3 separate regions of the Sus scrofa genome follow, and regions 1 and 3 are each linked to region 2. A link is a contact called in public HiChIP or PLAC-seq data. All regions are on one chromosome and are shown on one strand. Each heading gives the region's core, a stretch centred on a gene start, on an enhancer-like site or on the middle of the called end of the contact. The rest is flanking DNA. Distances are from core to core; before and after follow the strand shown. Region 1 overlaps POLA1 (DNA polymerase alpha catalytic subunit). Region 2 holds the start of ARX (homeobox protein ARX). Region 3 overlaps POLA1 (DNA polymerase alpha catalytic subunit).

What was found. HiChIP or PLAC-seq counts read pairs in DNA pulled down with a chosen protein or histone mark.
Region 1: an H3K27ac HiChIP or PLAC-seq map of skeletal muscle shows a contact between it and region 2, with 6 times the contacts expected there. The contact joins the enhancer-like site here to the promoter of ARX in region 2. A contact is called at or near these places in 1 of 5 promoter capture datasets (liver), 7 of 47 Hi-C or Micro-C datasets (embryonic fibroblasts, epiblast stem cells, fetal skeletal muscle and 3 more) and 2 of 2 datasets of contacts at active chromatin or transcription factors (alveolar macrophages and skeletal muscle).
Region 3: a contact with region 2 is called in an H3K27ac HiChIP or PLAC-seq map of skeletal muscle. The contact joins the enhancer-like site here to the promoter of ARX in region 2. A contact is called at or near these places in 11 of 47 Hi-C or Micro-C datasets (alveolar macrophages, brain, embryonic fibroblasts and 6 more) and 2 of 2 datasets of contacts at active chromatin or transcription factors (alveolar macrophages and skeletal muscle).

What each region holds. Positions count from the first base shown.
Region 1 is chrX:20,829,619-20,832,621 of Sscrofa11.1, forward strand. The region is part of intron 26 of POLA1 (DNA polymerase alpha catalytic subunit); the gene reads left to right. Among named protein-coding and RNA genes, the nearest start is that of POLA1, 74 kb to the left of the region's middle. Within about 2 kb of position 1,568, at least 5 of the 83 cell types and tissues checked have an H3K27ac peak or open chromatin away from gene starts, as enhancers often do. A contact at or near this core is called in fetal skeletal muscle and skeletal muscle, where this site is marked.
Region 2 is chrX:21,078,460-21,081,159 of Sscrofa11.1, forward strand. ARX (homeobox protein ARX) reads right to left here and starts at 1,391. Exons shown (of 5, transcript XM_021080129.1): 1 at 870-1,391. The coding sequence starts at 1,065.
Region 3 is chrX:20,905,206-20,908,017 of Sscrofa11.1, forward strand. The region is part of intron 32 of POLA1 (DNA polymerase alpha catalytic subunit); the gene reads left to right. Among named protein-coding and RNA genes, the nearest start is that of POLA1, 150 kb to the left of the region's middle. Within about 2 kb of position 1,501, at least 1 of the 83 cell types and tissues checked has an H3K27ac peak or open chromatin away from gene starts, as enhancers often do. A contact at or near this core is called in skeletal muscle, where this site is marked.

The DNA.
Region 1 (3,003 bases), core at 318-2,817, 250 kb before region 2:
TACTTGATGAAAAAGGAAAAGAAAAGAAAAAGAAAAGCCTACAACCTCAAATTGCTTCTGTATTCTTTGATCTCCACTTCGGTTCTTTTTCTCTGGGATCACTGTGTATTCATTTTGGTCTTCTCCCTAGAGGCTAGCCCAGTGCCCCACAGAGTTGCTGCTAGTTTGCTGTGACCGAGATCACTGGCCTGGTAGAGGGTGGATGGGTAGATGTGAAGGAGTGGCGTTTTTTTAATATAGGGTCTTGATATTTAAGCCTGTTTAGCATTTATAAGAATGGCCTGGATACTCAGAACAAGCGAAACGCTACTTTATTCATTTTTAACTGGGCCATTCTCATTTGAGAAGGCAGGGTCGGTATTTTTGCTTCGACATTTAATTACTGGAACCACTGGGAGTGTGGCCGAGGATGAGGAGATAAATACTGTCAGACTAACCTTGTGTCAGCGCCACTGATCTCTGCTTAGACAGATCGAGTTTCATTACTCTGATTCGAATCGCAGAAACTCAGTCCTGGAAATCTCTTCCTTTCTTCCCCACCCCTCACCAGAAGGAGTGACTTTTTGTTAACCCAAACTCATTCTTCTTTCTACATATGTGAACATTTTCTGTAAACCTGTTTTGGTCTACGTTTCTCTTTCACAGGCCGCGTGTTATTTGACAGGTGTTCTCCAGCTCCTTGCTTTGGCAGTGAACCAAGATGACAGAGCAGTAATGATTTCGAAAGTGCCATTCCCTCCTTGTTAAGACACAAAAAGAGAAGTGTGAAGTTATTAACCACTGTTCACCAGTGGCATAGAAATTGGCCTAAGGTTTAATTGTCTGATTCCACAGTCGGTCTGCCTAGGTAATTTCCTGGAGAATGCTACTCTTAAGGAAAAGGAGAAATACCCTGTAACTTTACCTCCTCCCCCCCCCAACGTCCATTTTTCCCCCTCTTTTCACAAATTGCAGATACGGATGGGTTGGAGAGAAAGGATCACCGCAAACCAAAACATTGATCTTTTTCTCCAGCTTGTCCTTTCCTCCTCTGCCCAGGTAGTAGGCTTATCGACGACGCAGTTGCACTTGGCACCCTTGCAGATTTCTCCATCCCCGGAATGGACCAGTGGCCCCCACATTCGAATCTGAAGGCATCCGTGATGTCACCGCCCCATCCATCTCATGGCTTCGTCTGTGCCGGTACACTTGTCGCTAATTGGAAGAGCCTGCTTTCGGCAGCCCGTGCCGTCTGGTGGCTTGTGTGTCCTCTTTGTAACAGTACAGTCAGGCCCTTTAGAGACATACCCATCTCGAATTTAAAAACAAAACAAGCTGGTTGGGTTTATTGTGGCTCAGGACTGGTTAACTGAGGGCAGACTAATAGAATTAGTGCCGTCTGTTTGCATTTCATCATTTTAGTAGGCAGCATGAGCCTGTGCCAATTTGCTGTATCGTAAATATGGTGTGAAATTACAGTGAGGCTAGTTTGGTAAGTCGTGGGAGTTTTGGAAGGCGGGGAGAAGGGCGGCTTTATGTATGTGTGTATGTATTAAGAAGCTGTTTGATTTTAAGCCAGAGATTCCTGAGCCCTGTAGTCACCGTTTTAGAGATTTCGTACCTACTTTGAAATTTAGTGCCAGTGTCGGGTTGTACAGCTGTCCTTGTTTCCTTTTTATTATTATTTTTTGTGGATGAGTTCGCTGGTGTCCCTTTTAAATGTATTAGTGTCCAGAATTTAAAATTTTTCTTCTTTGAAAGCACCCCCCCCTTTAAAAAGCAGAATGACATGGAATGTAACTGAAGTGATTGCTTGCATTTGTAAAAGAACAGAGATTGAGTTGTTTCCAGAAATGATGTATGTGTGGTGTTTGGAATTACTAATTGTTTTTTTCGGGTTTGGGTTTAGTTTTCTACTACCTATTTTCATTGGCTTCGTTGTTTGACATTTAACAGAAGATTTGCTTCTTTGAGGCTAGTGATGAGGTTTGGTTGGTTGGTTGGTTGTTTGTTTTTGCCTTAGGGCTGAGAGTTGAGTGGAGATGGGAGTGGAGCAAAGATATTTGGTTTCTGTCATAATTTGGAGTGTCAGACATTTGGCAGTACTTGTTTCAGGGACTTTTCGCCCCTGCTGACTTAACCACAGACTATGTGTTCAGCCTTGTGCAGGCGGGTGGTGTGTCTTCCGCAGGCGGGGAGGAGGAGGCTTGAGGAGGGGGCGCTGGGGGAGAGGAGTAAGCTCACGGGCTATTAATAACCTGCATTGTTCTTCAGGCCACGTGTAACATTGCTGTGCGCCGGCCAGCAGGGTAGGGCGTGTGTTCTATTCAAGTTGGACTGCATGGCATGATGTGGTGGACAGCTGATCCTTGCATCCCACGAAAAATCCGGATATTTCTTCTTTAATAGTATCCTGATGGGGCAGAAGAAAACTCGTTTTCAAAAGATTGGCTTAGAGCGAGTGAAATATATTTAATTCAATTACTGACTCTTGCCTCATAGCCAGAAATTCTTCAAGTAATATTTGCTGAGTGTGTACCATGGAGGGAAGCGGAGACAAATGACATTGCTTTTGACCCACAGGCTTGAGACGAAAGCCTTGGGTAGTGATTCCAGTAAAACTAGTGCTGGAGCTTGGGAGGCCAGACTCCTGATTCCTTAGCAGTAAACAAGAGAAAGGGTCTGCTGTGGGTGCTCGCAGCATGCACGACAACCTGCCTATGTGCTGGAGGAAGTAGGGGGGCCGCGCTCACCCACCGTGTGTTTTGCTTTGTTCACCTTTGAGAAGTCCGTTCCCCTGAGCTCTGTGACTGACCTGTCAGAGGGTGCTAGGTGACGAGGGCTACTGCCGCGAGTCCGGGTCCAGCCCACCTTAACATAGGAGAGCCCATATACTGCACTTTCTCATAACAACTCAGAGGAAGGCGCCAGGCCCCTGCTGGGTGTTGGGCCTGGTGCTGGCGTGTTGGGGATACTGCGGTAAATTTAAGTGTTAAACAGCCTTGTCCTCTTGGGGTTTACATT
Region 2 (2,700 bases), core at 141-2,640:
GAAAAGGAAAAAGTCAGTTTTATTTTAAAGGACCCCTTCTCCGCTGTCTGCTCCTGTCTTCCAAGTGGCGCTGCCGCTGGACCGCTGGTTTAGGGATTGGAAAAGAAATCAACAATTCTTTCCCTGTGCGACACCTCTGCAGCCAGCTCAAGGCGAAATTTGAGTGTAACAGGTTCGGGGCAAAACGACAGTTGTTCTGGAATTTTTAATTTTAGGGAAAAAAGAGCTTTGAAACACCTCAACTCTATTTAAAAAAAAAAATTAACAAAGCAGAGAAAAAAATAGCACCCAGAAGCCGCACATTTCATACACTTCAAATACAGTAAGTAAGGAGCATTTGGGGAATCCCAGGGAGATGGTTTCTGCAAAGCTTGGGTTTAAAAGGTCACAAGTAATCTACGATTATAAAAAGAAGAAAAAAGCAGAACACCGCGTGTAAAGAAATCGTCCAAAGAGGAAAGGCCAAGGCTCACTCTGCCTGGAGTCCCCATTCACAGCTCTTGCGGCTCCTGTCTTCACCAAGTTGTGGTTACAAGGGCCCACCTGGCACCTGCTGTTTCTGACCTGCCGCCCCTCTTCAGAGCACCCTCAAGGCCACCAAAGGGCGCACTTAAACGACCTAAGGACCAACGCCGAGAACCTAAGGGCCCCTGAAGCGAAGCTTGGTCTCTGCTTTTTCTGGAAGCAGAGAGGGAGGGAGAGACAGCCCCTTGGCGAGATATTTACCGCTCTTGGAGGCACCAGGCCTCAGAGTTGTTCCTCTTCCCTCCCTCTCGAGTTGGACAACCGCGGGCCCCCGGCCCCCAGACATCACACATCCAAACCAGTGCCCAGAACCCTTTCCAGGTGCCTCGCGAGCGCAGCCTTACCTTGCACGGCCTTTTCCTGGTCGGCGCGGCTGGCCAGCGGGGCGGGCAAGCTCTGCGCAGCTCCCAGAAGCCGCATTTTGCACGGGCTTCTCCGGCCCAGGATGCTGTCGATGCAGTAAGAGGAGAGCAAAGTTGGAGATTTACTTTTGCACTCGGGCCTCTCGGAGCAGCCCTCCTCCTGGTACTGATTGCTCATGGCTGGGGTTTTTTCCCCCGGGCGCAGAGAAGCGGGCCGCTGGCTGCCTTTCGGGGCGGGTGGGATGTATGGGTGTGTGTTGGGGGGTGAAGTTAGATAGCTGGTTATAATAGATATTATTGCGATCTCTGTGCCTCTCTGCCTCGCTCGGTCGCTGGCTGCCGGCTCCCGCCCTGCCCGCGGCCGGAGCTCGCCTTCTCCGCGCTCAGGACAAGCAGTAACAAGTGTAGTGAGCCGCGGGCACGGAGCTCTGGAGTCTCTCTCCTCCACGTGCTGAGAGGCGCCTTCTGATTGGCTCTCGCCAGAGGCCGGGCTGCGCCGGGCTGTGGGCTCCGCGCAAAGCCCGGACTGGATTCGGGAAAGGCCGGCGGTGGAGGGGGGGCAACAGGCACTCGCCCAAGCCAATTTTCTTTTTCTTTTTTGTTTTTAACTTAATAACTTTCTCACTTCTCCATCCTGTTCCCGTAGCTCCTCCTTTAACCCGTCAGGGCTAGCCCTAAGCTCCAGCTTATTCGGATGTCAGGCCTGTGGGTGCCTCTTGGGCAACGTGCGCCCCTTCCACCAGCCGGAGGACCTCGCTCCCGTGGAGGCAAGGCCTTGAGGCTGGGATCGCCGTGGCGCCGACTTGGCCATTTTCAAAGGCGCTCCCAGGACAGCGCCTTGACCTCAGTGGTCCTCAATCGCCATTCTCTTTAGGCCAGAGGGCCTCGGAGGTGCCGGGGTGAGGGCCGCCAGCAAACATCTGCCGTTTGGGGCGTCCACTTTTCTCTTGCGGCCCAACGCATTGAGCTGTTAGTCTTCACCCTGAGCCCAGCGGTTGCTCTCTGGTTAGTAGCGTCTCTCAACCTCTCTCACCTTCGTCTTCAACTCTGGGAAAAGTCCCCTTAAAGACAAAGCCCTGCCAAAGGCGGGCGGCCTTCCCTAAAGCATCTACAGGGCGGAAAGGGACAGGCGAGTGCGTGTCGGCTGTGAGCGGGGGAGGCTGGGGACAGGTCTGGGAGTCTCCCCCTTCTCTCCGGACTCGCTTGCCTCTTCTGCCCACAAGTTCGCCCCTGTGGGTGAGGCCATCACCCCGAGGCTGGACACTCTCAGATCGCGCGCAGGGAGCAGGACCTACCCCGAGCCCTGAGCGCTCCTGGGCGGGAGGGACGCAGGTTTGCCTTCAACCGAGTCTCAGCGCCTAAAATTCTGAACGCTCCTGGCCTGGAGGGCCCCCACCCCCACCCCGGCAAAGGCCAAAGAGCGAACCTGAAAAAGAGCGCAGTTTCTCCCCAAACAGCTTGCTGCGCGTCCAGCGCTGAGAACCGAGACCCAACTCGGACTGAAGTTGGGACAAGCCTGGACGAGTGGCTAGCACGAACGCCCTCCTTGACTGGGTGCAGGGCCCGAGGGACAGCCAGGGGCCTCGATGCTGGCACGGTGGGGGCGAGGGTGGTGGGTGGGAGAGGGGCCGGGGAGGGGGAATCCACGCCGGGTTTTCCTCTCTCAACCCCTTCAATGTGTCAAAGAGAAACGCGTTTTACAAAGGATTATACTTGAATCACTTACAGTCAGTATTTAAAAATACAAGGATGCATAACTGAGATTTTTTTTTTCAGCCATAAACATCTGCATAACTCTTGGATGCTCGTGGGT
Region 3 (2,812 bases), core at 251-2,750, 170 kb before region 2:
TCTAGTTTATGGTTTATTGGGAATAAAGCTGCAGGAGTTCCCGTAGTGGTGCAGTGGTTAACAATCCGACTAGGAACCATGAGGTTGTGGGTTCGATCCCTGGCCTCACTCAGTGGGTTAAGGGTCCGGCGTTGCCATGAGCTGTGGTGTAGGTCGCAGATGTGGCTCGGGTCCTGCGTTGCTGTGGCTCTGGTGTAGGCCGGCAGCTACAGCTCCTATTAGACCCCAGTCTGGGAACCTCATATGCCGTGGGAAGCGGCCCTAGAAAAGGAAAAAAAAAAAAAAAAAGCTGCTGTGAACATTCTTTTCCAAGACTTTTTGTGGATGTAAAATTCACCCTTTAAAAATTCGTTAAATAGGGAGTTCCCGTTGTGGCACAGTGGTTAACAAATCCGACTAGGAACCATGAGGTTGTGGGTTCGGTTCCTGCCCTTGCTCAATGGGTTAACGATCCGGCATTGCCGTGAGCTGTGGTGTAGGTTGCAGACGTGGCTCGGATCCCACGTTGCTGTGGCTCTGGCGTAGGCCGGTGGCTACAGCTCCGATTCGACCCCTAGCCTGGGAACCTCCATATGCCGCAGAAGCAGCCCAAGAAATAGCAAAAAGAAAAAAAAAATTTGTTAAGTATTTTTCTTTAGGAGTTCCTGTCATGGCTCAGTGGTTAACTGAACCCAACTAGTATCCATGAGGACACGGGTTCAATACCTGGCCTTGCTCAGAGAGTTAAGGATCTGGCATTGCCTTGAGCTGTGGTGTAGGTTGCAGACACGGTTTGGATCCCACGTTACTGTGGCATATGAACCGCCATATGCGGCCCTAAAAAGACAAAAGACCAAAAAAAAAAAAAAGTGTTTTTCTTTAGTTGTACTAAATTTTCGGTTTATGTACTATTCTCTAAGTCCAGATATATGAAAGCCTGAATTTGTGCAAAAGATTCATTTCCCAAGAGAAATTTTTAGAAAAAAAATACATGGTAGGATTTCATTAATTAGCTTCCCTAGTAGTTTAAGTGATTCATATTTCAGACAAATGCTTGGGAATATCAGTTACTCTATTCATTCGGGGTTTCACTCATATGGATTTTTCCCTCTTCCCCAGTTGTGTGAACATGTGCAATTGACTTTAGTTATTTGCAGTTGCACTAACAGACCTTGTCTTTTGGAGGAAAAAGATTATTGAATTGAATCCATCAGTTTTTCAACCTAATGCCTTGAGTTTGGAGCAGTTTAAATACTCCTTGGGAATGGGGGCAGGTGAACATTCTAAAAACAGTTTATAATTGTTAGAAAATACAATGGTAGAAAAAATAATTTTGTGGTAAGTGTTACATTTGGGCCTATGCGTGATAAGAATGTGGTAATCTTAAGGAGAAAAACAGCACTGGTGAACTCATCCACCCCGACACCTATAATGTTACTTTCTATAAATACTTCTTGAAACATGAGAGCTTTGATCCTGTTGCCAAAATAATGTGAGAGCCTATAAATTTTCTAATTATAAATGACAGTATTTTAATTTCATTCCGCTGCCTCCTCTGTCCCGTCTCGTCGTCGCCCTCCTCTACACCCCCACTCTAGCCCAAGAAAAATGGTGTGACTGGATGACTACAAGTCACAGGATTGAATGAAAACACACATCATTTCCACGGTTGCTCTTCTCCCGGATAACTGGTGTCAAGCCCAAGCAGGCTGCTGCTCCTTTTATTCTGTGCCGGACCAAATGATTGAAGTCATCTGTCAAAAGCTAGTCTAGTAGAAGTGGAAGTTCTTTTTCTCAACTGGGGCATAAAGTTTGTTTCTTTAAGCCAGTTGTTCAGAGAGAACTCTCGGTAGAAGGGATAAGCAATTTGGAATTCGTTTTTGTTATCTCTTGCTTGCTCAGAGACTACTATGATTATTTTACTGTATGGTACACAGTTTAACATTGCTTATACAGTGTATATGCATGTATGGCAACTGTGATCATAAAAATGCTTTAATGTCATTTCTGACAATTGTGTTTCATTTTGGAGGGACAGTAATTACAAATGGAGTTCTAGGCAGCAGCTCTATTTTGCACATTTGAAATTCAACATCTACCTCTAGGTGGCAGCACCAGATACTTTTTCCCTGTTTCACTCCAACCTTAATGAGTTTTGGTATAAGCAGTAAAACTTTTAACTCTCCCGAAACTTTGAAATAAGCTGCTTATTGCTGATTTTGTCAGGATTTGGAAAAATTAATTTATATGTTGTTTAAGTTTGGGGTTTAAGTCTGGATTTTGACCTAAAAAAGAAAAAAAGAGAGGTTCCAGCAGCAAGGATCCATATTTTTTAACATGTTTAATTATGTCTTCTTAAAAAGATTTAACTTAGCCCTCTGTGATTTGTCTCTTGAACTTAAAATTGTCCTCCCAAGAAAATCACTTTTTTATGATGTTGTATCGAAGTAACTTGTACAAGAATCATTACATACCTAATATTTTAAAGTAAGTACAGCATCGTCTCCCTTTATATTTAAAAAATTTACCATTGTCTTATGGCCAAGAGTGCTGAGATGAAGTCTCTTCTCTTGAAAAAAATCAGCTTGTGAATAAATCTGAAGCAGTTAGGCCAGTTGGTTTTGTTATTGCCATGGGAAGGTAAGAGTTGTTTGTGGAAATGGACATTGAGACATTTCATAAGGCCTGGCAGTTTTTCCTAATTTTTGGTCACTTGTTGGGCTTTTCCCCTTAAGTAATGAGACACCCCATGTTGAGTGTTAGTGCGCTCAGCAAGCAGGCTGCCCAGGCCTCCGGTGCACTCAGTTGGGCCATGGCTGGTGGAGAGGCCTAG